Regions from separate parts of the Mus musculus genome. Here regions 2, 3 and 4 are each linked to region 1. A link is a contact called in public HiChIP or PLAC-seq and promoter capture Hi-C data. All regions are on one chromosome and are shown on one strand. The core of a region is the stretch at or near the end of the contact, and the rest is flanking DNA. Distances in the headings are between cores, read along the strand shown. Region 1 holds the start of Itm2a (integral membrane protein 2A). Region 2 holds the start of Pgk1 (phosphoglycerate kinase 1). Region 3 holds the start of Taf9b (TATA-box binding protein associated factor 9B). Region 4 holds the start of Magt1 (magnesium transporter 1).

What was found. Promoter capture Hi-C pulls out the DNA fragments that hold promoters and counts their contacts. HiChIP or PLAC-seq counts read pairs in DNA pulled down with a chosen protein or histone mark.
Region 2: a contact with region 1 is called in a promoter capture Hi-C map of pre-B cells. The contact joins the promoter of Pgk1 here to the promoter of Itm2a in region 1. A contact is called at or near these places in 3 of 39 promoter capture datasets (the C10 cell line, cranial neural crest and pre-B cells).
Region 3: an H3K4me3 HiChIP or PLAC-seq map of embryonic forebrain shows a contact between it and region 1, with 6 times the contacts expected there. The contact joins the promoter of Taf9b here to the promoter of Itm2a in region 1. A contact is called at or near these places in 1 of 39 promoter capture datasets (the C10 cell line), 1 of 115 datasets of contacts at active chromatin or transcription factors (embryonic forebrain) and 1 of 9 other capture datasets (embryonic stem cells).
Region 4: a promoter capture Hi-C map of pre-B cells shows a contact between it and region 1. The contact joins the promoter of Magt1 here to the promoter of Itm2a in region 1. A contact is called at or near these places in 2 of 39 promoter capture datasets (cranial neural crest and pre-B cells) and 1 of 9 other capture datasets (liver).

Annotation. Positions count from the first base shown.
Region 1 is chrX:107,401,410-107,406,288 of GRCm38.p6, reverse strand. Itm2a (integral membrane protein 2A) reads left to right here and starts at 2,929. Exons shown (of 6, transcript NM_008409.2): 1 at 2,929-3,183. The coding sequence starts at 3,073.
Region 2 is chrX:106,183,600-106,188,388 of GRCm38.p6, reverse strand. Pgk1 (phosphoglycerate kinase 1) reads right to left here and starts at 1,289. Exons shown (of 11, transcript NM_008828.3): 1 at 1,074-1,289. The coding sequence starts at 1,138.
Region 3 is chrX:106,217,308-106,222,484 of GRCm38.p6, reverse strand. It overlaps Taf9b (TATA-box binding protein associated factor 9B), which reads left to right and starts at 2,643. Exons shown (of 7, transcript NM_001001176.2): 1 at 2,643-2,906; 2 at 3,508-3,589; 3 at 4,039-4,175; 4 at 4,254-4,388. The coding sequence starts at 2,856.
Region 4 is chrX:106,007,847-106,013,188 of GRCm38.p6, reverse strand. It overlaps Magt1 (magnesium transporter 1), which reads left to right and starts at 1,387. Exons shown (of 10, transcript NM_001190409.2): 1 at 1,387-1,527. The coding sequence starts at 1,426.

The DNA of each region.
Region 1 (4,879 bases), core at 1,680-4,179:
TGTATAAAAGAACAAATGTGATAATGAGTGGAATTATATCACAGATGCCTCTGATAACTTCAGCATAGTAGATTGGATGTGTAGTAACTTCAGAAGATGATTCAAAGAGAGTTGACATTGTTACTTAACATCCAATTGCATGTCATGTTCCATTCAGCCCAAGTCGTGTTAATTTAGTCATCATTTGGCATGTGTGAACAGGGAACTCATTTATAAACGTGAATAGTGTGCATTCAGACATGATTAACAATGTGAGCTAGATGTAGCATGGCAGCCAGATCCCCTCCAGTGTCCAAAGACAAAGTTGAGACATTGATGCTAAGAAACAAGAAGTTGCTTCTGTGAAGGAAACAACTCAAAAAATAGCTTAGTCAATGTGAAACATGTTTTTTAGTAGATAGAAATGTGTTCATTGGACTTTCATTTTAAGCATATATTTTTGAAAATTTTACAAATGCTGGAACCACTTCTTGAAATGGACAAATAGTTATTAACATAGGAGGTTATTGCTAAAATATTATTTCAAAATGTGCACAATTTCCTACATGCTTTTGTGCATATGCACAGAGAGAGAGAGACAGAGAGACAGAGAGAGACAGAGAGAGACAGAGACAGAGAGAGACAGAGAGAGACAGAGACTGGGATACATAAATGGTGGGGGGAGGTAAGAATGGCATCTGACAAAATGACAATATGTCTGCATTACATATTGCCAACAGCAGCAAAGATTCTTTGGGAGGTATGACTGGCATTCTGAAAAGGAGCATAGTACTAATAATTAAAAGATGGCAGTTAAACCATTCAAAAGAAGTTATATATAAATAAAAGTGACTATGCTTAGGAGTTTAACTTTGTCCAGGAAGACCTATATCTAGACACTGAGGTTGTTTAAAAGTTATAGAAACAGAAAGATTTTTAAGAACTCATACATAAACAGGCTCTATAAGCTTGAAATATGTATATGCTACAGATTCAAATTAAGTCCTAGGGTAACCAACCATGTCATTTTCTTTTACTTTTCTGAATAATACAATGTGGACTTCTTCCTGCATTCTCATACATGATCTCCCAACAGCACAATTCAGAGGAGGAAAAATGGTGCCTAAGGAGATCAGGTAGTTTACCTAATGCTACATACCAAGCAAGTGACCAAACGTTCTCTTTGGTAGTTATCAGAGTTTGGGTCTCTTCTTTGAACAAATGGAAAAAAAAATTCCTGCTCCTCCTGCCTTACCGCATTTCAGGACAGAAAATAGCATCTTGTTATCTGATCAGCTGCTTGCATTTAGTAGGTAAGTGTGTGGAAATAGGTATGCATTCAGTGATGCAGGTGGTGTGGGTCAGTGTAGTACAGATCCTAACTAAGTGGTCATAAAGGTGAATCCCAACAGAGGGCAACTGAAAAGAGAAACATACCGGGAAAACTGAGGTTTTCTATGCCAAAACTAAGGATTGCCTGACAAATGTTGAATTATGATAGTCAGACTTAGGTAAAAAGTGAAAGAGCAAAAGATGCCAGTATTTCTAAGTAAACTCTGACATCCTGCTTCTAAGGTCCTGACCCTGTGCAAGGCACAAGCTCCTTACTGTTCCTCTCCATCCACCTTCCCATCTGTGACCTATCAGAGAATATGAACTCTGTCTTTGCAAAGCCCCCACAGTCAAGACAGGAGAGGGCTTTAGAGGCAAAACAATCTCCATGGGAAAAACTCCAAGTTAGAATTTCTTGGACAGAAGGGAAGCAACTCAGCATATTCAAGTCTGTTCAGTTAAGTTGATGAGTAGGTGGGGAATTCTCTAGTAAAACGGTGTTTTGTTTTGTTTTGTTGGGGCTTTGTTTTGTATTGCTCCCTTCATACAACAGACCTCTATTCTGTTTTATGTAGCAAGACTATTTATAAACTCTCTACCACCAACTCTAAATCACCAGCCACCACAGCTTGAATTTCATTAGTTAGGCTCTTTATGTCACCAGTTTAAGAGAGCTGACTGAAGAAACACTTTAACTCTACTAGACGGATATCCATGTAAATCTTCACAATGCTTTGTAAGCCAGTCCGTCAGATAGTTTTCCTATGAGAGCCACACCAGCATCTGGTTATATTGTGTATGCCCTACATCCCTGAACACATAGGTACACACACCCCTGCTTCCCCCTACCCACCCCCCGCTGGTTACACAGCTGGTGGCTGAAGAGAAACAGGCTCTGGGCTGAGACCTTACTCTGGCTATCCCGATCAGGGAGAAAGAAATCTGGGTTATTTCACTGATTCATTAGGAAAGAGCTTTCTACCCTCCCTTCTCTGGATCTTATCATGTCCTGTCTGCAAAATGAGGAGTTAGGGAGACAAAAGCCCCGTCTTCCTCATCTAACATTGCTTTAAGTTGGAAAAATAAAATTATAAAAGAAAACAAAAAGCATGAAAGGAAAAACAATGTTGGACTATGAAACAAGCAACTACAAACTGACTTCTGGGTGTTCTTTAAACGGAAGATAGTCTAAAGGTGTAGAACAGTCAGGGAACTGTGCTTTCTGGCCTGGGTGGGTTGCAGAACTCAGAAACCTTGGGTTGGCTCCAAGTTACAGTCCCTGGCCCCGCGGGGGGCCAGGCCCAAGTTTGGGAAAACAGAGTCAGGGGCTATTGTGGTCCAGACAGAAGCAGAAAGACACGACAGGCAAGCTTCCTTCCTGCCTTGCTCTTATCTGAGGGTGCAGAAGGCAGTAGGAGCATGCCTGGGGTGCAGGTGAGGCATGTCTACCCTAAGCCGGCCATCAGCTCCAGTTCCCCTCTCTTTCCAACTAAGCAGCTACCCACCCCCACTCGGTTGCACTGCAGAGCTCGGGCCCCCTCCCGCTCCTCCCTCAGCACCTCCCTGGCCCCGCCCACCCTCTCCCACCCAGCCTGGGACTGCGTCATAAGTAAGCCCAGACCTGAGCTCGCTGCTGCCTGTGGAAGACTGGGAGAGGAGACACTAAGTGCTGCTCAAGCAAGCGCGATCCTCTCCTCTTTCAACCTGCAGCCCAAGATACTGATTCGAGCCGCGCCTTACCGCGCAGCCCGAAGATTCACCATGGTGAAGATCGCCTTCAACACCCCTACGGCGGTGCAAAAGGAGGAGGCGCGGCAAGATGTAGAGGCGCTCGTCAGTCGCACTGTCCGAGCTCAAATCCTGACTGGCAAGGTAGTTCCCACTGGGCCCACCTCTGTCTTCTGGGGTTTGGGGATGGAGAGAAAAGGGGGAATATGCAGGTGCAGAGAGTAAACTGTTGGCTGCCCTGCAGCGGAGTTCCAGGCAGGCCAATCTGCATTGAGTTGAGTGGGTCACCTTTTACTCTGCTTCAACTTATTCCCTCTGCATCCATGCGATTCTATCGCTTAACACCACCTACCCCAGGGAAGTTGTTGGAAGGAGTTTGAAGAAATTCCTGCATGTCATTTGTTCTGAGAAATGGGTTATGGAATTATCCAGAGAAGCAATTATAGCTACAGGGGCCGAGCAGCCACACGGAGTGAACAAGGGCAAGAGACTTAACTGTTCTTTATTTTTGACATGGGTAAAGTTATATGAATCTCTGTCTTTGTAGGACTGCTTTTGTGGCGGTTGAATGGAGGCAAGGGGCAGCCTGAACTCCAAACTGTATGTTCTGGGGAAAGTGTGTTTCTGCACGCGCATGAGCGCGCGCGCGCGCGCGTGTGTGTCTGTGCACGCGCGCGCGCACACCACCCCCCCACACACACAATTTTAGTTAGTGTTAAGGGTTAGATAATGGAGCTATTAAAACATATATTGGTTTTAATTCTTGATAAATCACGTTTAAAAATAAAATTTGAGATCTTATTGTTTTGGTTGTTATTATTTTTTACTTTTTATTATTTTTTTAGCAATATCCCTCATATAGCCATGTGAAGCATATCCATGTTGCTATTTAAACAATTCATTTTCCAGGCACTGGAGAAGTTCTCTCTTCCTAGGTTGTTCATCTAGACAAATTTATATTTCCTTTTAATGCCAACCATGTTTGTAGTGTCGATAAACTCTTTTTCCTCAGTTAAATCTTAGTTTGAAAAAGTGATAATATTTTCTTCTACTTCTGTGGAATCTGCAGTACTGGAGCTCGATCTGCCTTAACTTGTCCTGGTGTCTTTAGAGAGTTTTCTCTTCTAGGTTCAGACTGGATATTTGAAAAGTGCTTTGAGTGACATCTGAATGCATATAGTAAAACATAATTATGCATACAATTTGGAATGCCAATGTGCGCTGCCGCAGAACTTTCATCATGGAAACTTCCGATATTTAACTGCAATCAAACTAGCTTTTGTGTATCACACATTTTAGAACTCAAAAGTAACACCCCCCTTGCATTGTTGAGGTTTTAATTAAATGACACAAGGTCAAAAATATGTAGTTGTCTTCCTACTAACTTTGTAAATGAAACACGGCCAGATTTGAGGGGAGGTCTAAGGAGATGCCAGTTGTTAAAAATAGCCACACAGTAATCCTTTTTTCCCCTCGCCACCAAAAACTTCATGACTTGTAGAAAGATTCAATTAATATGTAATACTTCTGCCAGTCCTGTGGTGTGATGGGGACTAAATAAAAACAAACCTTTCACTTGATTATATTTTTTGTTAGGTTTCAGAGAAGCGGCAATAGAATCCTGTCCTGGCCCCCTTTGTCAGTAAAACATGACACATTACTTTGCGATATATGGATTAGGTCTGATCAACAGAGAATGAACACATTGGACTGATATTGGCAAGTGATATACAGTAACTTTTAAAATACACTTCAAAAAGAAATTAGCTATGATAATCAATTCGTTCAACTACACCGAATCTCACAAAGTTAAACGAAAACAAAAGAAATCCTTGTTCCT
Region 2 (4,789 bases), core at 40-2,539, 1.2 Mb after region 1:
CCTCACTTGAACTGGCCCAAATCTTCAAAGGGACCAGGATTACTGCCAATCAGTCATCCACTTCCAAAGAAGGTCAAGCAGGCAGAGTAGTCAGTCACTGCGACCATCAATGGCCCTTAAAAATTCCCATCCTTGGGTCCTATAGTTGTTACATGAACAACCAGGCCCATCAGTTATGTATCTAACCATCATCCTTGACTCCTGGCAAAAAAAAAAAAGTATACATTATGAAAGGCAAAAAGGAGAAGACGCATACACCCTAGTAATTCTTTCAGGTAAGGGAGAAGCCAAGTTAAGTCAGTGACCTGGGACCCACATGTGCCACGTGCGTGGGAGCCTTCCTCAGTTCTGACATCCTGCTTCTCTAGCCACCTCTCGAGTGAGGTTACAGGCCTCCAACTCCCGGCGGCCACACCCTGCATGTGTCACAATCCTGATGCAAACCCCAGGGCCAGGAGTCCAACCGCAAGGTAGGGCAGCAGAGGCCTGTTATATAAGCCATACAGAGCTTCATCCAGTGGGCCTCACCCTCCCACCCACAATTCTTTGGGGAGAGGGACCTCCACTCGAGAGGACTTTGAGCAACATCTTTTGGGAAAGAAATCATTTGTACCAGGACCAATGAAACGTGGGCGGTTTCGGATTCGTCACGGATGGTCCAAGAATCTTGGGGGAAGGGAAACTAGCTAAATGACCTTTCAAGGTCCCTCAGCAGGGGCCTAGAGATTTGCAGGATAAGTACTACGTCCATTCTCGCTACAAGAGATGAAACTGCACTTCAGAAATGGGAAAAAGATTGAGTCCTGAGAATCTGAGCCCTTTATCAGTGGGATCAACTCCCTAAAGGACACATTTGGTCGCTTTTTAAGCTAGAAGCAGTTAGGACGCAGAAAAGCAAACTCAGACACAGTCTCCGCCCCAATGAGGTGAGAGGAACAGCCTTAACCTCCAAACCCAGGACCCCCAAGACCCAGCTGAAAAATAAGTGCAACTTAAGGTGATGGGAAAACCGTGCTTGCCACGGCCAGAGAGAATGTGGCCCCGAGGGCTTGAGGGCAGCAGTACGGAATTACCTCATCACGACCCGCTTCCCCTTCACGTCCAGCTTGTCCAAAGTCAGCTTGTTGGAAAGCGACATTTTGGCAACACCGTGAGGTCGAAAGGCCCGGAGATGAGGAAGAGGAGAACAGCGCGGCAGACGTGCGCTTTTGAAGCGTGCAGAATGCCGGGCCTCCGGAGGACCTTCGGGCGCCCGCCCCGCCCCTGAGCCCGCCCCTGAGCCCGCCCCCGGACCCACCCCTTCCCAGCCTCTGAGCCCAGAAAGCGAAGGAGCAAAGCTGCTATTGGCCGCTGCCCCAAAGGCCTACCCGCTTCCATTGCTCAGCGGTGCTGTCCATCTGCACGAGACTAGTGAGACGTGCTACTTCCATTTGTCACGTCCTGCACGACGCGAGCTGCGGGGCGGGGGGGAACTTCCTGACTAGGGGAGGAGTAGAAGGTGGCGCGAAGGGGCCACCAAAGAACGGAGCCGGTTGGCGCCTACCGGTGGATGTGGAATGTGTGCGAGGCCAGAGGCCACTTGTGTAGCGCCAAGTGCCCAGCGGGGCTGCTAAAGCGCATGCTCCAGACTGCCTTGGGAAAAGCGCCTCCCCTACCCGGTAGAATTCCCAGGCGCCTTTTCTAGACCTTTGCAAATGTCATCCCCTTTTGGAATCCTCTGCTTTCTCAGCTCCCAAATGGAAGTCTACATAAGGTCTTACTTAGTAATCGAAACCTCTCAGAAGTTAAAAAAGGACCAGGCCTTCCCCTCCCCCCTTTTATAATAAAAAGTACAATGTAATTGCTGTGGTTACATTATTCATAATGACGAATACATATAGCATGTGTCATGCTAACTAACAATGCTCATAAAATTCCTAAGTACGTTCTGTTATTAAAGATGAAGTAACTGATAGACAAAGATTTAGTGTCTTATCAAGACTGCAAAGCATCTAAGTGATCATTTCAATCCTGGGCCACTGTGATTTCGACTGCTTTGGGAGTGTAGCTCAGTGGTAAAATGCGGGCCAGAGGCCGTGGATCCAATCTCCAGCACTGTTTAAAAACAAAAACAAAACTTTAAATCTCTACTGACACTCATTTGGGCTAAGGACGGTGCTCAGTGGTAAAGTGCTTGCCTGACGGTCTGAGACAGGACAACTAGTTAGGAAATTGAAGGGCACATGAGAAATGGAAGCCCTTGTTCACTCTCCTGGTTTTTTCTTTCCACCTCTCTCACTGGCAGATATCCAGGAGTGACTGGCCAAAGCACCTCTGGAAGTTACTATATTATGTGAAGTAACTCAGAAAGACAATACCATGTGTTTTCTATCCTATGCAGCTTTTTATATAAGCATATACATGGAGAGGAGAGACAGGTCCAGGAAAGGGAAACAGTTTTAAGAGAACAGAGGACGGAAAAAGAACTGGGTAACAGGAGCCACGTGACATGGAAGAGACAAAGGACTGCAGGAATGCTGAGAGCCCCCATGGTTATCCAATAGCAGTAGTGCAGTCTGAAATCGGATACATACAAGCGACTTTACACAGACTGAGAAGGCTGTCCTTACATATTTAAGTACACACACACACACACACACACACACACACACACACACACACACGAAAAAAAAGCCATAAATTTTGAGGTCTGCACCTTTCCCTGCTAACTGATCTCACTGACCCTACATTTTGTCTTTCTGTTTTATTAACAAGCTAACTCTCCACTCTGAATCCTGGTGAGATTCTTTTCCACGGTGGATGGCAAGGTCTCTGGGCGCATGAAAGCATCCTACCTGCCCAGGTTCTGAAGGAGACTCCGTAGTGCCAGCAATACTGAACTGAATGCCCTAATGCCAGCTACAGATCTCTACATATAACTACCTTTTAATTTGTGTTTATCCTTGCGTGTGGGGTTTTTTGCCTGCATGTATGTCTGTGTTTAAGATAAACATTTGTTTTTGCCAATCCTTTCCAACTTTTCTTCCTTTTCAACCTTACTGGGAAACAACTCCTGGAAGTTATTTCCAAATGATTCTCTGGACTTCCTACCATTTAGTAGCATTCCATTCTGGCTCAGTTATCATTGTAATGAGTCAAACTGTCCTTAGATAAGGTAGAACTACAATATTGACTGTCAAAGGGGAAACTATGCAAACATAGAGTGTGACTCCCTAACTTAATGATTCTTCCCAGTTATTAAGCACTTGCTGTTTGCCAGGCACTGGTGAGGGCTGAATATACATGACTCACTACTCTGCATAAGAACTTTATAGCCGGGCATGGTGGCGCACGCCTTTAATCCCAGCACTTGAGAGGCAGAGGCAGGTGGATTTCTGACTTTGAGGCCAGCCTGGTCTACAGAGTGAGTTCCAGGACAGGCAGGGCTATACAGAGAAACCCTGTCTTGAAAACCAAAAAAAAAAAAAAAAAAAAAAAAAAAAGAAAGAAAGAAAGAAAAGAAAAGAAAAGAACTTTATGAAGTAAGTATTATATCTTAAACACAAGAACACTGAAGATTATAAAGATTGGGAAGCTTTTTCCACTACTGGCCTAAAATGACAAAGAAAAGCAGCCAACAATGAGACAACAGAAAAACCTGAAAAATAGAAAAATCTACAATTATACACGTGAGGCAGGGTAAATATGGACCAGATCCCTGGGGTGTTATAACAATGTTAGAGACACAGTTTTTCTCCTGACAGAACCCCATTCATTACAGTCAGTTACCTCACCAGGTCCCACCTTCCTTGCTTACAGAAATCCGATTTAATAGAGCGTTTGGGTTAGTGGCCAGTGCTCAGCAAAGATAGGCTTATCTCCTAGCACCAAAGGACAAATCACTGTTGACCTAAGCTGAGCCTGGTAATCCCATCCCCCACGTGCCCCTTTGTCACGCATTGGTCTGGGAATGGGCAGTGACCCAAGTTAGGTCAATAAGATAAAAAGGGAAGTCTGCTGTTCTGGGAACAATGGAAATCAGTGAGAAAAGCAAGCCCTGCACATATATGGACTCATTTCTAATTAACAGAATGATGGAAGGTAGCTATGGAGATCTCTCCCTCCCTCCCTCCCTCCCTCCCTCCTTTCCCCATCTCTCTTTCTCTTCTCCTCCCTCCCTCCCCCTTCTTACTTCTCCCCCTTCCTTCCCCTTCCTCTCTATAATCTTTCATTCTGGGAACAGCAGCTGCCATGTCTTAGGATCATTCAAATAGTTTCATGGGGTGGCCCAGATAGTGAGGAACTCAGAGTACCTTTCAACAGTCAACATAGAAGTGAGTCTTGCTGCCTGCAGCTTTGTAAAGGAGCCAGCCACCTTTGAAGTGGACTCTCTTGCCCCCAAGTCAAGCCATGTCTGCATATAATTACAATCTCAGGAGATGCTTCCAACTAAAACCAGTTTAAGTATTGTCAAATCCCTGACTCACAGAAAGTCTGAGATAGTATTTATTGTTTGTAAGTACTAAACTTTGAGGTACTTCATTATTCAGAAAAAAATCAATACAGAGTCTCAGCAATGATTTTGTCCTGTAAGACAAAATCATAACCCAAACATTGAGTCCATAATTGAGTTCTTTTTGTTATTTTTGTTTGCTTGAGACAGTTTCTCTTTGTTAACAACCATAGCTCTCCTGTAGCTCACTGGTCAGGCTGGTTTCGGAACTCACTGAGGTCTACCTGCTTTTTGCTTGTGAGTGCAGGGATTAAAGGTATACATCAGTGGTTTACTGACTTAGATAATCCCAGCACC
Region 3 (5,177 bases), core at 1,394-3,893, 1.2 Mb after region 1:
CAATCAAGAAAACACTCCAAAGACTTGCCTTAAAGGCCAGTCTTACAGAGGCATTTTGTCAGTTGAGGTTCCTTCTTCCAGACACCCTGGCTTGTGTCAAGTTGTCAAAAAAAACAAAAACGAAAACGAAAACAAAAAACAAAACGAAAACAAAAACAAACCCTAATCAGCACAGACATTATGTGTAGGTTGTGAAACAACTCTCATTCAAAAAAGAAAAATAAAAGAGCTGTCTGTATTTGAAAATAAAATAACTTCAGAGCACTCACACACACACACACAGACACACACACACACACACACACACACACACACACACACGCGCGCGCGCGCGCGCGCGGCGCGCGAACACACAAAGTTACCAGAAAAAGCATCAGAGTGAAACAGGACTCTAATTTCTTTACAGTAATCTCTCTAAATCTGTTTTCTTGGGTTGTTTTGGTTTGGTTTGGTTTGGTTTTTTTGCTTTCCACAATTTCAGTTGCCTGTTGTCAACCATGATTCAAATTTATTAAATAAAAAATTCCAAGCCGGGCAGTGGTGGCGCATGCCTTCAATCCCAGCACTTGTGAGGCAGAGGCAGGTGGATTTCTGAGTTCGTGGCCAGCCTGGTCTACAAAGTGAGTTCCAGGACAGCCAGAGCTACACAGAGAAACCCTGTCTCGGAAAAAAAAAAAATCCAGAAATTAACGATTCATGAATCATAAATCGAAAGCTGATCTCAGTAGTATATTAAATTCTTGTGTCCTTCCATATTGAGTCATCCCTTCGTCCAGTGCACTCAGCTATACACGGATTTCACCCAAGAGTCAGTAACTATTTTAGTTGTCATATGAGCTGCTGCAGTGCGTGGGGGCAAATAACTGTTATTTTACCAACAAATGGTCCCAAGGCACAAGATAAGTAATTCTGGACATTTGGATACAGCAAAGTAAAATAACTTACTTTGGGAAAGACGATAGAAACAAGATACTCTCATATTTTGCATAGACAAGTTTTAAGTCAAAACTGTAGGAATTAAACGGCGCTTTTTCTTTTCTTTTTAATTGTTATATACTAGGTACAAACTACTCATTTATTAGTTTCTACTTGCTTTGAAAAGGTAATCGTTGGTTTTGAACACTGGTCAGCTGGCTTACGAGTGGGGAAAAGACGCTACGGGCGGGACAAGGAAGAGCTAGGGAGCAGGGCGAGGGGGGGCTGCGAGGGCGGGGGAGCAGGGCGCGTGGCTCAGGGCACGTGGGGCGGGGGGCTGCGAGGGGGGAGCAGGGGGCGGGGCTCGGGGTGCGTGGGGCGGGGCTTGGGAGCCGTCAGCGTGGGTTCCGCAAGAGCATCAAAGTTCAAGATGGCTGACCAGGAGTCGGATGCGTTTGACCAGATTGTCGAGGAGGAGTCGTCCTCGGATGAGGTAAACTGCCCTACCTAAACTGAAGGGTTCGCTAAGCCCCGAAATGTTAAATCTGTGAGAGGTACTCCTGGAGAATTTTAAGTAAAACAGTCTTTGTTATAACTACGAGGCCCATTCAGTTGTGAGGACGTGAAAGGGCCTCATTTGGTAGGCCTAATTCTCTAATCTTCGTAAGCGGTCGGCGGAAAGATGCTACTATCAACGCTCTAGAGCTAGGTACCAACGAGATGGGATGTAATTTTGTGAAGTTACCCTGATAGGACTTGTCGCTAATTAATGGGCCTGGTTGTGTCTGATCCAGGTGTCCTGGCAACCTTTTCGAAGGCGGAAGAGAACAGGGCTGTTGAGAAACGTAGGAACGGGATTCTCGGACTCGTTTTAAACCAGAGACTGTTAACTTCGTAATTCTAAGGGTAGGGGAAGTAGAAGCCATGGCGTGAACCTCGTGAACCTCGGGGTACTCACGCCCAGGGGCATTTGTGGAATTCAGAGGTCATCAGACTTGTCATGCCGGAAGAGCGTTTAACCGCTCGAAACCTCTCTTAGCCGGTCCCTATTCTGAAAATATATATATATATATGGGAGTGGGCAATCTGGGAGACAAAAAAGAGTCCAGTTTCCACCCTAGAGGCTGGAGCCCCTCAGACCGTGAGGACGTAGGGAAGCCGGTGCTTTTGTAGGCTAGACCAAATCCCCACGTGTGAAGAACCGGATCTACTGCAGTGGCTTTCCCCCTTCGAGATGCTTTCATGCAGTTCCTCAGCTTGTGGTGAGCCCCCAACCATAAAAGTATTTTTGTTCCTACTTTATCATTGTAATTTTCTTGCTGTTATGAGTTGTAATGTAAACAGCGTATGCGACCCCAGTGCAAGGGTGGTTCGACCCCGAAGGAGTCGCAACCCGCAGGTCGAAAACCTCTGGTCTATTGGGTAGGGTTCCCAGATTTGAAAAAGATTTCCTAATGCCCACTTAAATTTGGATGTCAGCTAAGGAGCAACTAATTTTGCAGTATCAACATGGCCTGTGTGCCGAGGTGGTGATACACATTCGTTGTTAATGTGATATTCAAATGGAACGGGCTGTCGCGTTTGCCAGAACCATGTTCACCCAGCGGCCGAGTGGAGGAAGGGCCTCTGAGGGAATTCCAGGAAACTCCGAGGACCAGTGGGCATTAAGTGGGAGTGAGGATGGTCGGAGGGGAGCTGGCGCTGCATGGCGCAGAGTCGCTGAGCATCGCTAGGGCGACTTCCTCCGCACCTCTCCACCTCCGAACCTGCATGGGCCCCGGGTAGCCAAGTCCACACAGGTGGGGGCTGGCGGCTGGGAAGCAGCCCCGGCCGGGGAGCTGCGTGCTAGGACCGCCTTCCATCCCCCACAGGGGTGGAGCCAGACCGAGGTGGAAACCGCCTGCAGCTCTATCTCCGAGGTTGAGGAGCCGCAAGAGAAAATGGAGCCGGCCAAGATGGCGCCTATCAAGAACGCTCCGAGAGATGCCTTGGTAAGCGCGCGCGGGGAGCAGGGCCCGGCGCACTCCGTAGCATTGGGACCTGTGAGACAGGCCAGCCCGAGCGCTTGCCGGGGGAGCCCGAGCGCCTGGCGGGGATCGCGCGCCGTTTGCAGCCGGTAGACGTGGCTGGGAAAGGGCAGTGGAGTCCCCCTGTCCCTGGGGCTCCGTCCTTGCTCCTGGGGAGCCCCTCCAAAGGGCTGCCGCGGGGCTTTGTCTCGCTGGCCCGAGGCCACCCCCACCCACAAGTCCGCAGCCTCCTCGCTTCACGAGGATTCCCTGACTGCGACATGGGTTCTGATGCTAGTAGCTTCCCTCGCTGACAGATCCGAAAATGACAGCCAGCTGGACCCACCCCTACCTCTGCCTGGAAAGCCGGTAAAGGCCATTCTTGTGCCTTTGCTCCCACCCTTGCTAAAAGTTTTCAGCAAGAACATATGCCTGATTTTGTGTGATCACTGATAGGCAAACACTGGGAGAGGCACAAGGAGGAACGGTTTGCTGCATATAAAAATATGCCTTCCATCCAGCCTTGATTTCTTTCACTTAACATCGCGCATTCCGTCTGGCATTTTGTCTTTCTTTGAATCCACAGGTGATGGCACAGATCCTGAAGGATATGGGAATCACAGAGTATGAGCCAAGGGTTATAAATCAAATGTTGGAATTTGCTTTCCGTAAGTTAAATAAGTGAATACACCCAAAACCTGACCTCATGAATTAGAGAAGCTCGTTTGCTATAACACTTTAAACCAAAAGCAGTTGTTACTAATCTAGAGATGAGTAAAGCACTAAAAAGGAGCGCAAGTTAAGGGGTTGTAGTATTTAGATATGGCATGTCCGCATAAGTAAAGTATGCGAATAGGACAATTAGCGATTAAAACCAAAATTCATAAAGGTTCCAGAAATTAGCGGAACCTTTAAAAACCAGGGAGCATAAATAGTAAGGTGCTTTTAGGTTAGTCTTGGTTATGCATACTGTAATCTAGCCCTTGAGAAGGAGAGGCAAGAGGATCGGAAGTTCCAAGGGATCCCTTGGCGATATAGTGAGGCCGGTATGGGCTAGTTAAGATCCTGCCTTGAAATCTCTTCATTCGTTTAAGAAAAAATTATTTTGCTCTTAAAGGATATGTGACTACAATTCTGGACGATGCAAAGATTTATTCGAGTCATGCTAAGAAACCCACTGTTGATGCCGATGACGTGAGACTGGCCATCCAGTGTCGGGCTGACCAGTCCTTTACCTCTCCTCCCCCAAGAGATGTGAGCAAACGTTTATTTGCAGTTTTTCTTACTTACACTTTAAAAGGTATATTTCTAATGAGTATTTTTCTCTATTAGTTTTTACTAGATATTGCAAGGCAGAAGAATCAAACCCCTTTGCCGCTGATTAAGCCATATGCAGGACCCAGACTGCCACCTGATAGATACTGCTTAACAGCTCCAAACTATAGGCTGAAGTCCTTAGTTAAAAAGGTAAGGTTTTCTGGACAGGTGTAGTAACTAGTGCCTATAATTCCAACAGTAGGGGTGCTAAGGCAGGAGGATTAGGGGTTCAAAGCTGTCTTAGGCTACATGAATTGCTTATGTCAAAACGGAGGACAGGGGAGTTTTAGTTAGCTTATGGGGTTTTTTTCATTAATTTATTTACTCACTTTATATCGGGATCCAAGCCCCCCTCCTCCCAGTCCCCCCTCACACAGCTTCTACTCCCCACATCCTCCCTTCCCCTCTGAGAAGAGAGAATCCCCTGGGTACCCTCCTACCCTGGCACATCAAGTCACTACAGGAGTGACTACAAGTCTCCCACTGATGCCAGACAAGGTGGCACAGCTAGGGGAAGAGAATCCACAGGCAGGCAACAGATTCAGGGACAGTCCCCACTCCAATTGTTCGGAGACTCAAATGAAGCTGTGCTGTGCTGCACATCTGCTACACATGTGAGGGGAAGGGGTCTAGCCCATCCTAGCACTTTGGCGGTTCAGTCTCTGGGGGCCTCCACGGGTCCAGGTTAGTTGACTCTGTCTGTCATATGGAGTCCCTATCCCCTTTGGATCCCTCCATCTTAGGATTTTTTTTTTTTTTTGTGTGGTTTTTTGAGACAGGGTTTCTCTATAGCCCTGGATGTCCTGGAACTCACTTTGTAGACCAGGCTGGCCTCGAACGCAGAAATCTGCCTGGCTCTGCCTCCCGAGTGCTGGGATTAAAGGCGTGAGCCACCATGCCTGGCTCATCTTAGGTTTTTTTAAAGAGTGGAAGTAATAG
Region 4 (5,342 bases), core at 138-2,637, 1.4 Mb after region 1:
AAATAAATGCACCTTGGGCTTTGGATGTAGTTGTGATAAAATGCTTGCCCAGCTTGTGTGGGGTCCTTTACTCAATCCTTTACTGTGCCCTGTGCTGCAAAATAAATAAATAAATAAATCCAAATTATAATGTGTGTGTGTGTGTGCACGCGCTTGTGTGTATACTGAGGAAATATTGAGGATTAAACCTATGTGTTTACAAATAACAGTTAAATGTCCTATCAACTGATCTATATTTCCCCAATGTCTTAGGGTTACTGTTGCCATGTTATAACACCCTGACCAAAGCAACTTCATCAGGAGTTGCAGTCATAGGAACAGTACTTAAGCCATCTTCAAGAATAGTATGTGCTTGAAAAAAAGATTGGTGTGGGGGGGTGGCAGCGTGAATGTACATGCAATGGGTGTGTGCCTGGTCTCTGTAAAGATCAGAAGAGTGCATCAGATCTCCTGGGACTACTAGGCTGTTACCCACCATGCCGGTCCCGGGAGGGTCTTCTCCCAAAAACAGTTAAATGTTCTCAACCCTTGAGACATTTCTCCAGCACCTGTCCCAGAGTATTATACTAAAGGAGCAAATTTCAACAAAACAAAACAAAACCACTTTTGATGTAAGATATTTGGATGTTTTGGGTGTTGTCAGCGCTGAGGTTTGGGCTGAGAAATTAATTTTGCTTACCAGAGGGTATAATGCAAGCTTCTGCTTTAGACCACGTAGTTCCCTTGGACTTGGCTAGAATGGAACTCTGAAGGTTCCTTGAATTGTTGAATTCCTAATCGTCCTGCCTCCACTTCCACCTCCCAAACCTGGGAGTTTGGCTGGGAGAAATCACGAGGGCTCCTTTATGTTTGAGACAATCTTACATTAATCAGGTGGCCTGGGATCCGGACAATGGAGCCAAAGATGACCTTGAACAATTGATGCTCTTGCTTTCACATTCAAAATGCGTGGATTAGAGGCTTTTGTTACTTAGGCCAGCTCAAAATCAAACAGTTCTAAAGGAAGGAACGCTTTCTAGATGATGATTCCATTTTTAAACGTACAAGCCATTTTGTGCCTCAAAAAAAAAAAAAACCAACAAAAAAAAACCTCAGCGCCATTTCAAACCTGCGCATGTGTACTAAAAGTTCGCTGAGCGCGATGTCTTTACACGTAGGAAAAGGGTGCAGCCTTTTCAGCGGACCAATAAGAAACCTCCAGATTATCCTTTTCCGATTGGCTCCCGGGAACCAATCGGAAAAGAACTTTTTTTTTTTTTTTAAAAGCGGGCGTCTGCTGAGCGTGAGGTCACGTGAGGGGTCGAGCGGCAGGGCTGAGCCGAGCCAATGGGGAGCGGCAAGGGCTCGGTTCGCCCGTTCTCACGCCCCACCCTCGGACCGTGCTGGAAGAAAGTTTCGCCCCGCCGCCAAGAGAGAAGCGTGAACATGGCCTCGCCAAGGTGGTTCTGGTCTGTGTGTGCGATCGCAGCGGTGGCACTGCTGCTCGTTTCCAAGGTTCCTTCGGCCTCTGCCCAAAGAAAGAAGGAGGTGAGGCGGCGCCTGCCAGCGGCAGGGACTTTCTCGACTTGGGGCTAGAAAGGGTCCGCTCGCCCCTTCCCAGGGATCTGTGCTGGGCGTGACTTGGAGTCCGCGGTTGGGAGGAAGTTGGCTTCACAAAAGCGGGAGCTGCAACTTCTTGTATTGTAGGGTTTCACATTCAAAAGCAGGCTGGAGTAGGTGACCACCTCGCTTCCAGCAGCTGGGGAACGTGCAGCTACAAGTAGTGACACTCCTGGAGTTTGGACCGCTTTGGGTGTTGGGCTGAGGAGCTCGTTTTGCTACCCAGAGGATATAATAATGCAAGCTTCTGCTGCCGACCATATGTAGCTCTCTCGGACATGTGTCTGTCATGTCAACCCAGGAGTGGAAAAATTAGATGAGTGAGATGATGCCAGTTTCATGCCCGTGTTCAAGCGTTCAGAATGTGTAAAACGTCTGTATTTGGTGACGGACACCAATCACGAAAGAGCAAACTAAGCCCCCCCCCCCCAATTTATGGAACAGGCAGTCTTTGAGATGTAGAAAACATACAATATTCGTATTCCTTTCTGTTTATTTTTTTGTTCTGTTTCATTTGAAGCATTCTCCCCCCTATAGCCCATTCTGGCCTTGACCTCATGACAATCCTTTGCCTTTCAAGTGCTGAGGTTACAGGTGTGAGCTGGGACGGCCCAGCTTTTTTTTTTTTTTTTTTTTTTTTTTTAGCTTGATGTTTAGCAGTCTGAACATATGGATTTTAGCCCCGTGTTTCTGAACATTTGTGACTTAGAACCATATACTCATAGAGCTTTAAAAAACTGGTGATAATTATTTATACCCTCTAATTTTATAAGGAAGAGCAGCCCTAGTTTTACACAGTTAATTACTGTATTTAAAGTAGACTAAAGCCATTAACTCTAATGCCATTTCCAGTGCATTCTTTAGTACACAAAACCTATAAGGACATTTTTGAAATACCAGTTAAACATTGCAGCTATTAAGTTATATAAATAAACTAATTTCTGTATCTATCTGAGTATTTGAATTATTTCATAAGATTAAAAACTAAGCAAAGCCTCATATGGTGGGCATGCCTGTATTCAGAACACTGTAGTGAAAGAGGTTCAGGAATTCAAGGTCATCCTTGGCCAATAAGTGAATTAGAGCTAGCCTGGGCTACACGAGACCCTATTTGAAAACAATAACACTGAAGAGCTAGCAAAGGAAAACATTATATTAGGGAAGTTGGCAAAGAGGAAAATAAAAATGTACAAATATTAAAGATATAATCCAGTGAGCAGCCTTTTGGCTGGGTGAAGAAATTGATAGAGCCTTTCTGTTTTGGAGTGTTTGCTGCATGCGTGTGTGCTCACTGCCGTCATGGAGGGCCAAAGAAGGTGTAGAATCCCCTAGAACTGTAGTTTGAGGACAGTTGTGATCTGCCAATTGAGAACTAGGAACCAATCCTGGACTTTGTGCAAAGAAGAAAAAGAAGCTCTTGGCATGAGCTTTCTGGTGCCTGCTGTGGCTTTTGGGGAGAATCCCAAGCCATTCTTTGTAGACAGCAATATGCAGAGCAATACATTGGTTTTTCTACCCTTAAAGTCCTGTTTTTAAGCCATATTTGTAAGTGTATGTATATGTATAGGAAAAATTCAAAACTCTAACAGACACATAACAGTCCCTTAAGAGCTGCTATCTCTAGGCTTTTAGTAATGTTGGTAAGGGAAATGCTTTCATATTTTGCCCTATATATTCATGTTGTCTAAATGTGTACAGTCATGACTTACTTTTTACACTTGAAACAAGTTTTTGTACATATTCCAGGCTGACCTTGAACTCCTTCGGGGTGACAGGATCACAGGGCAAAGTTTTGCTTGTCTTTTGAGTTTGTCCTCCTGCCTCATAGTCTAGAATTACAGGTGTCTGTCTGCCACACTATTCCAGGACACTTTTAAGTCTCTCTGTTTTGTTTTTTGTCATCCTTTTTAAAGCTTTGCTTTTATTTTTAAGTAATTGAAACAATATTTTCGATATATTGTTTACCTGAATGAATAGATGTGCACCATGTGTGTAGATGGTGTCTTTTGGAGGTCAGAAGAGGTCCCCTGGAATATAACCTGGTACCCTGCAAAATCAACTATTGTTCTTAACTGGCAAAACCATCTTTCGATATGCTATTTTTATTTGTGCCTGCCTGTGTGCCTGCATGTATGTGTGTGTGTGTGTGTGTGTGTGTGTGTGTGTGTGTGTACATACATATATGTCACTTGTGGAGGCCAAAGAAGGACGTTGGATTACCTGGAGCTTGAATTAATAGACGATTATAGGCTGACTGATGGGAACTGAAGGATTCTATGGAAGATCTGAGCTATCTCTCTGGTCCCTTCAGTTTTGTTCATTTGTTTGTGTGTGGATGGGGGTGGTGAGAAAGTGCCACTACACACCTGTGGAGGGCAGAAGATAAATAGCAAGCATGGGTTCTCTCCTACTATCTGGGATCCAGGGTTTAAACTCAGGTCGTAGGCTTGGTGATAAGCACTTTTGCCAGTGAGCCATCTCTTTGGTCTCATGTAATCTTTGCAAATAAAAAGTAAGGGTTCTTTGTTGTTGCTCGTTTTGAGACTGGTTCCTGAAAGTAGACCAGACCAGTCTCAAGTTCTTTGAGGAGATAAGGATGACCTTGAACTCCCAATCTCCTTGCTTGCTCCTTAACTGCTGAATTAGAGGTATGGACTCCCACACTCAACGCCAAAGGAAAGGGTTTGTAAACTAGATATTCTACCAGTGCAGTTATGTTCATAAATTTTGTATTGAACTAAAACCAGAAATTTCTTTTTGGAAAAACAGATTTCTTGGCAGGGAAGGGAAGGGAACTAGAGCATCTGTTGTTCTTGCAGAGTATCTGGGTTCATCCCCATGCCTTCTTCTGACTTTAGAGGAAACTAGGTATGTACACGGCCACGTACATACATGTAGACAAAGCACATAAAAGAAAATTTTTTAAGAAGAAAAATGATTACTTTTTAAAGGAAACAACACCAAGTTGTATATTTTAAAATGGTTAGTGTAGATTTTGTGTTATATAAATTTTACCTCAATAATATTTCTTTTGTTTTTTGTTTTTTTGAGACAGAGTTTCTCTGTGTAGCCCTGGCTGTCCTGGAACTCTCTATAGACTAGACTGACCTTGAACTCACAGAGATCCACATGCCTTTGCCTCCCAACTGATGGGATAAAAGGCACTGGTTACCTCCACCTGGCCAGTGCATTTCTAAAAATAGTCTAATTCTAACTCCCTTTTATTCATGCCCACCATCCAGATTTTAGAAATATATTGCACTAACTACTTGCCTGACTAACCTTTAGCCCGTTCCTTTTTTTTTTTTTTTTAATGTATACCAAAGGAAATGATTGTAAACAGGATCCAAGCACAACCACAAAGAAATATTGGGGAAATTGTAACTTCAGTGTTTCTTTTATTTTTAATTGGGAAAAGTGTTACCCAAGAGTCCATGTTTTTATGTCAGAGATCTATACCAAAGATACAGGGGAAAGGTAGTATGGTGAGATAGTAGCAGTATTCACTGTATGCTTTAACTAACTTACTGTTTCTGCTGTGTGTATCAACCACTATACAAGAATAATAAAAACTGTTTATAGAGGTCAGTGTTCTAGGCTAGGAGTGTAGCTCGGTGGGTGGTGGAGTGCTTGCCTACAGTGCACAAGGCTCTGTTGACCCATTTTTTTGCTTGTAGAAGTACTAACAGGGAAAACTTGGAAACCACTTAACCTACTTTGTAGGGTATAAAAAGGGATTCTCT